Regions from separate parts of the Mus musculus genome. Here region 2 is linked to region 1. Evidence: chromatin contacts called from public targeted proximity ligation data. All regions are on one chromosome and are shown on one strand. The core of a region is the stretch at or near the end of the contact, and the rest is flanking DNA. Distances in the headings are between cores, read along the strand shown.

What was found.
Region 2: a targeted proximity ligation map of pancreatic cancer cells shows a contact between it and region 1. A contact is called at or near these places in 4 of 39 promoter capture datasets (embryonic stem cells, stem cell-derived epiblast-like cells and trophoblast stem cells), 1 of 484 Hi-C or Micro-C datasets (large pre-B cells), 2 of 130 datasets of targeted methods (embryonic stem cells and pancreatic cancer cells) and 2 of 9 other capture datasets (embryonic stem cells and pancreatic islet).

The regions. Positions count from the first base shown.
Region 1 is chr19:36,495,361-36,498,918 of GRCm38.p6, forward strand. No RefSeq gene overlaps it. Among named protein-coding and RNA genes, the nearest start is that of Gm32143, 42 kb to the right of the region's middle.
Region 2 is chr19:36,734,225-36,738,042 of GRCm38.p6, forward strand. Ppp1r3c (protein phosphatase 1, regulatory subunit 3C) reads right to left here and starts at 2,380. Exons shown (of 2, transcript NM_016854.2): 1 at 2,329-2,380; 2 at 1-130. The coding sequence starts at 2,342.

The DNA of each region.
Region 1 (3,558 bases), core at 666-3,165:
CCATATGGATGGCAAAGCCAGAGGCACTGGCACAACACCCCCCACAAAGATAAATAAAATCAATCCTTAAGAACAATAAAAAGAAGGAAAAAGAAGAATCCGTTCTGTCTAATTTTGATCCAACTTTGAACCCTGAGTTAAGGTCAAAGTGCAAGCCAGAGAGAGAAGCCAGCTCACTAGCCTTGTTAAGATATATTTTAAGGGTCTGGAGAAATGGATCAGCAGCTCAGAGCACTTACTGATCTTCCAAAGGACTGGAGTTTGGTTCCCAACACCCACACGGTGGCTCACAACCATCTGTTCCGAGGGATCTGACACCTTCTGATGCACATACAAACATGCAGGCAAAACTGCCATATATAGATAAAAAGGAAACTTATTTTAGAGAGACTGAACTGTAGTAAGATCTTGAGCAAGGCTTTTCCTGGTGTTGCAGAACTGGCTAGCCACCAGGCTGATAAGTAGCCTGCATCACATAGGGGGCCTGGCACGTCCTTGGGGGAAAATAAGAACAGCTGGCTCACTCAGTTACTCAGCTTGCAGCATATGATTCTTTCCTATCTCTGTGGACTATATAGGCCACTGTGGGAAACAGTTCTGAGCCTCAGAGTGTCAGACCTTAGGAAGGGCTCAGTTCCCCTTCTGTGCCTGTAAAAAAAACATCATTAAAAGAGACAGAGTGTGACCACGGTTCGGACAAGAGGGGTCTCCATATTTTGTTTTCTGCTTGGATGCAGGCTTATTTGATGGAGTTCTTCTGCCCACTGTCTGTCAGAGGAGAGGGAGCTGGACAGAGGCTACAACCTGGAGGGGTCTGCCTGCTTGATCTCAGATGTGACAAAGTTATGTGGGCTCCCTGAAGAGAAATAGTCCTCTCAATCTCAATCTCTTTCTCTCTCCCTCTCCCCCACACCCCCTCTGTGTGTGTGTGTGTGTGTGTGTGTGTGTGTGTGTGTGTGTGTATGTGATTACAGTGCCTTGCAAAGCCAGAAGGTATTTGAATCTCCTCCAGTTGGAATTGCAGGTGCATGTGAGCCACCTGACATGACAGCTGAGTTCTCTATGTGAGCTGTACGTGCCCTGGACTGCTGAGCCATTGCTCCAACACCTTAAGCCCACTCTAATAGCTCACTTCTTAACTTACACATCCAGCTAAAAGCTACTTGGACTGTCCCTTACACAGCAGATTGCTTTCCCCAAACTAAGAAGCCAATGAGCTGGAAGTCATACTTAGCCAGAAACCATTAGGAGACATTTGACTGTGCTTGGACTCATTTTTCATTGTTCCAGCTGGAGGCGGGGCACTTCTGACATCAAGTTTGTAGAGACCAGACATGTTACTAAACCCTACACATCACACAGGACCACGCCCCACAGCTGCATTTGGACAAAATACCAAAAGTGCCGAGATCGACTGGAGTGGGCACTGAATGTCAGAGTCTTTCATAAGTACTGTCATTCCTCCTACAATAGTCATTAGCTCTTCTGTCTTGTGGCTGAGGAATTGGGGCTTACAGTGGTTTCCTCCAAGCCACACAGCAAGTAAGGAGTGAGGGTGAACTTGAACATAGGTCAGTTCAAAGCCCTTCCAGGTTCTTGCAGTGTAAAGCAGGAACAGAAGGAGTTGAAAGAGAGCAAGGTCTAAGAAAAGGAACAGGGACTGGGGGATGCCCTCCCTGCCAGGAATGTTCCAATGCCACCCGCGTGCCACCTCATTTGAAATCTGCAAAGAGGGGAAAATGTAACCTTGAGCAGTCTCTGCTCCCTTGGCTAAGATAGCTTAACAAGATCCTGCTCTACATCAGAGATGATGGAGCTGTGACTCTAGTCCCGGGAGCCCACAGTGCTTACACTGCTGAGCCATCTCCCATCTGCCCGAGGCCCCAGCTGTGTTCCCAATGAATCATGGCCATCAGCTCGGGGGAGCCATGCCAAACTCCTCTCCATTCTGCCTTTGGTATGGCAGGCCTGGCCTCCTGCGTGCCCTGTGACTCACTGCCAATAAGGTCACCCTATGAAGCCATCTGGTAAGTGTAATTCACATTCTTCATGAGGTCTACCTTGTTGTGCCCTCCCCTTTCCTTCCTTCCATAATTTCATATTTTTCACCCCATAGCCCCTCAAATGAAGCTTGAACATTTTCTAAGCGATCCTGTCCTTCAGAGGTAGATTCCCCATCTTAATTATGCTCTTCAAAGTACCATGCCAGCTGGGAACTGACTCCTTTGGTTTTCTTAATGTGACCCTGGGTTTGAAACCCAGAGCCTCAAGAACTTAGATCCTACACTGCAATACCCTTCTGCCTCCAGCTCAGGGATAACTCCTTTGTTTAAAGGGACAGAGACATGTAAATTCAATCCAAACTAGCACCAAACAAGAAGAGCCCTCAAGTGTCACAGACTTTTAGAGAATTTATATTAAAAGCTTCCAGAGACGTGGGCACTGTGAAAGTTCTTGTTTATCAGGAATGGAATTGTTTGCTCCTCACCAGGGCTGCAAGAATAAGCACACCTTTCATTAGCTGAGCGCATGTAGGTACACACCTGCTGGGCTTTTAAAGGGCATACTTTCTTTAGCCAAATATGGCCTTGGCATACAGCCAGGCTCGTAGGGGCTCACAGTATCTCACCTTCAGCCTGACTGATGTCATGTGACCTCCATCTTACCAGGACCTAAGCTTTGGGTTGGGTGAGGGGTGGGTTCTTCATTAGGGGTCGTGGTTCAGATTTTCACAGCCTCACTCAGTCCTCTTGCTGTTGGCTAGTATCATCTCAGCGGCTCCTAGAAATAGATTGCACTGTAAAAATGGCAATGATGAAGCAATGAAAACAACAAAAATGTGTGGGGTTCTAAAAGCCAAAAACACAGTAAGTAAAGCCACTCAAAAGAACAGCCCATCGGGTGACAACGAGAAATGTATTTTTTTTTATAGATTATTTCTGATTTCTGAGCAGTTGCAACAATAACAAACGTATTGAGGCAAATCTCTCCATCCCAAATATGCCCTGGCAATGAAAACACAACACAATTAATATGATTACATGCTGTGCACCTAGATTGGGCAGATCTACCGCTACACTTCCATCTTCCACATCTATGAGACCCCTTAGAACTTGCAGTTTTCTCCAGGCCATGTGCTTCTCTGCTTTTCTTCCTCCTCCCCCTCTGCGACCTCTCTCTCTCTCTCCCATTTTCTCCTTCTTCTCTCTCTCCACCTCCTGCCCCGCCTTCCCTTTACCTGCCCAATCATCAGCTCTCCTTTATTTTACAGATTAAGGTGGAGCAGGTTACAGGAAATCACCTGAGTGCTGACTCAGTCCTTGTTCACAGCCCCTCACAGGAGAATGGAATTAACATCAAATATAATTAGCCACAGGGCTATCCACAGCACAAACCAACTGGTCTTATGTTGTGACACAAAACAATGCCAACTTATAGCATTCTGCGGAAATTCAAAGTGAATGTGAGTAACATTTGTGGGATTGTTTTACATGGAATTTGTAATATTACAAATATTAGGAACCCTTAATTTCACCCTTTCTCTTAATTCTAAGTGTT
Region 2 (3,818 bases), core at 1,130-3,629, 240 kb after region 1:
TCGTTGAAAACCATTGTAAGGACCCAGGAAACTCTTCAGAGGTGGTGAATGAGCCAAGCAAATCCTCATGGCCATGTCCACGGGCATGACGGAACTTGTCAAAGGACGTGGATCTAGCACATGGATCATTCTGGAATGAGAAAAAAAAAAAAAAAACAGTGGTAATCACCGAGGTCTGGAGTCGTCTTCCCCTGGTCCCAAATGCACACACACTAGTACTCCAGTGCAGAGAGGTGCTATCACGTGGAGAAAAGGAGAGCACTGGGGTGATGAGATCTACAGTCTAGCTCTGTGCTTGGCAGGCTGCTGGGCCCATGTGTAAACTGCCTGAAACACTCAGAGAGGATTCAGTTTCTCCATCTGAGAAACAAGAGGGCTCTATCTGAACAAGTCTGACACAGCTCTTGGAATTATGTACTCTGTTCTGGGCCAGTGGTTCTTAAACCTGTCAGATCAACAAGACCTGAGAAGTTTCTTTCCTTTAGAAAAAAAAAATTCAGATTCCGGGGACTTAAAACCACTACAGTAGAGCTTCATGGCATGGAGCCAGAAAGGTAAATATGTTCTTAAAGCTTCCCCCAAAAGAGTCCATTGGCCAGACAGCTTCTTCCATTATCACAGTCCCAGCCTCTCGCTCCCTCTGGCTGCTGTTTCCTATTTTGGCTCTCGAACCGGTTTTACTTCTCAGGAGAAGTAATCCACTTGGGAAACAATAAATGAAGCAATTCTTAAAATGTCATGCTGTCCTTAGAGTGACAGTAGGTGACGCTTGTTAAAAGAAAGAATGACTTTTTCATTTTATCACAGTCATCCTCATTTTTTCACAAATGACCAACTGCAACACCAGCCAACATCTCACAGACTAAAGGAAAAACTTTAAACAATCTACAGTTCATATAGAAAGATGCCCATGACAGGTCCAACTATAAAGGGAATAGCTACCTGCAGGGATAACAGACTTGTTCATTCTGACCAGTAATAACCACTTTACTATAGCTCTGTCTTGTAGCCTGCAGTGTACATTATATATACACAACATAAAGTAGTTTTAAAAACTGATAACCAGAAAATGAGCTGTTTTAAAATACACTGAAGATATATGAATTTATAAATACTGAAAACTACAAAGGAAAACACTAAGATGTTCATTATCTTTGACTGATGGAATTATAGCATCTACTGGTTTGGGCTTCTATGATGTTTCCTGTTGTTGAGCAGGTCCTATTTACAAGTAGGAAGGCAATAACAATAGTTTGCATCAAACAAAGAACCATCCATCAAGACTTTTCTGGCCTTTCTTTCCCTTGAACCACACTATAATTCCACACTTACAGAATTAGGTTTTTCCTCTCCAATGTCAGCCTTATAAATCAAAGAAACATGAAATACAGTAGGTGCCATTTTGGAGTCTGGGGCTTTATTAATTATTTATTCTTTAACAGTTTATATATGTATATAACATATTTTGATCATAAATATAGTCTGGCTTGAAGAATTCTCTTCATACCAGTGCTAAGCACAGCACCCTGTATATGGTCATCATCACAAAGTGGCCTGTAAAGAATGTATACTGAACTCACTTTAATAGCTCTAGGGTTTTTCTGAGAGGATTACAAACTTCCAGCAACAAAACCTCAAAGTCTATTTGTCTCACAACCATTAAGAGGCAGGATTTGGGGAGGGAGAATTCTTGGACTAAGTTACAACTGGAGATGCAACATTTCGTGAGATGGTCTTGGTTGCCTGGTTGATGGAGCTGTTGTTCGTTTTTTATTGGTTGAGCTGTTCTTGTTTTTCTTTTTGTTTTAGTTTTTTTGGTTTTTTTCCTTTTTTACTCCTGCATTTATAGAAAGTTTTAGTAGTGGGCTATTTCCCTGGAATTCTAAGTCCTGGCCAAGAGTTAAAAATAATAGCTTGCTCAAACTCTAAGACTGCATTTTCTATGACAAACCAGGAGAGGGGAAGTGGGGAAAGAAGAAATGCAAAATCCTCTACCTTTTGCCACAGGCTAAACTACCTCATCAATAAAACTAAGCTGCACCCAAGTGTTTGGGTCTTTGAGCTCAAAGGCAACAGAGTCACTTCAGCAAAGGAATCCCAGCTAAAACTGACTCACTAAGGCAGTTTCTACTGTGAGATGTAGATTCCCAAAACAGGCGCTAAGAAATACAACTCAAATTCCATCCCTTCAAAGCCTCCGGGACGATTCAACTCAGCCATCAACCTGGGAGTCTCCCATCTGCAGAGAAGACAAAACCACAAAAGCCCCCAAAGTCCCCGCAGCTGCAGGCTCCCCTCCATTCGGGCGCAGAGTTGCACTGAACCTACCTGGTGCAGCTCATTGGACCGAGAGGCAGCGGCGACCGCGACAACCGCACCCTGAGCAACTTCGCACTCAGTACTTAAGAGGATGCAGCGCCGCGGTCCAGCCGGCCGACTGACCGCAGGCAACCGGGAGGCAGCTTATCAAAGCCAGATCACGTGAACCGGTCCCTCCGACCAATCAAAGGCCGTGCGCCCTGACCAACCACTGTGCAGCTGGGGCACGAGCCCCTGCCCCTGGAACGTGATCACCGCGGGGCTGGATGTGACCAGAGCGTGCTGGAAGGCGGCCGTAGAGTCCCTGAGCCCTGGGCCAGCGGGATCCAGCCGTGTTCCCGGAGCCTGGCGTGCAGCACGTAGCTCACGGCTCGCAGCTGGCCTTCTGCAGCTTGTGCGAGCCTGGCGGGGTCTTCTATGGAAACGCGTAGGTCTGTGCAGAGTTGAATCTGAGCTCAGAAAGTTGTGGCTCCGCCCGGTGTCTGTGTTATTTGAAATGCTTGTGATGCTCCTTGCTTTGTGTCCAAGCACCTTGGCCCAAGCAAAGAGAAGTTGGCTGGCTCTTCTTCCTCCACAAATAAAGTCACACAGCCACTCAAATGTTAAGAAAACACGTGAGCCCATGAAACGAAGTGGCCGTGTGTGTGTGTGTGTGTGTGTGTGTGTGTGTGTGTGTTTCCCTCTGAAGACAGAGGCAGAGAGGGCCAGTCTGTACAGCCTAGCGAGACTCTGCCTCTGAATAAGCAAATGGAGACTATGTGCTGACCTATTCAGTTCTCTGCTTGGGAGAGAGAACTATAGGCCAACATGAAGTTACTGTCCTTGCTCATTGTCACCAATTGCAGCAGACAGCCCAAATCCCTAGACTGAGTTATGACATCCTTAGGCAGAGGTCAAAATCACAGTTGATTTCATGCCCTACCCACCCAGCGGCTTTCGCTGAGATTTCTTTCTTTTCTTCTGTGCACATAACCAACACAAAGCAAAACTAAAATAAATATTTTTTAAAGAAACGTCTACTGAACATCACAGAGGAAAAAACTTGATAATTGGACTTTTAAAAACTAAAAAGTTCGACCGGGTGTGGTGGTGCATGCCTTTAATCCCAGCACTCTGAAGGCAAGAGTCTGGAGGATCTCTGTGAGTTCGAAGCCAGCCTGATCTACAGGATGAGTTTCAGTAGTTACACAGAGAAACCCTGTTGGGGGGAGAGAGAGCAAGGCGCGCGCACGCGCAGGGGCGGGGGGAGGCATATCTGTTAATCAAATATAAAATTGTTTTCTTCTTTTGTTTTTTGTTCTTCCCCCTTTCCTTTCCTCCCTCCGAACATTCCTACGTTCCTTGGTCTCTTTCAAATTCATGGCCCTTTTTCCCCCTACTTGTTGTTCTATGCGTATGAATACTGATTATTTTTACAAAGTCCATGACCTAGCTCTGCTTGGCTATCTAGAAGCCAATTAGAATGTGCAAAAAATTCCTCTGTCATGTAACTGTCAGAC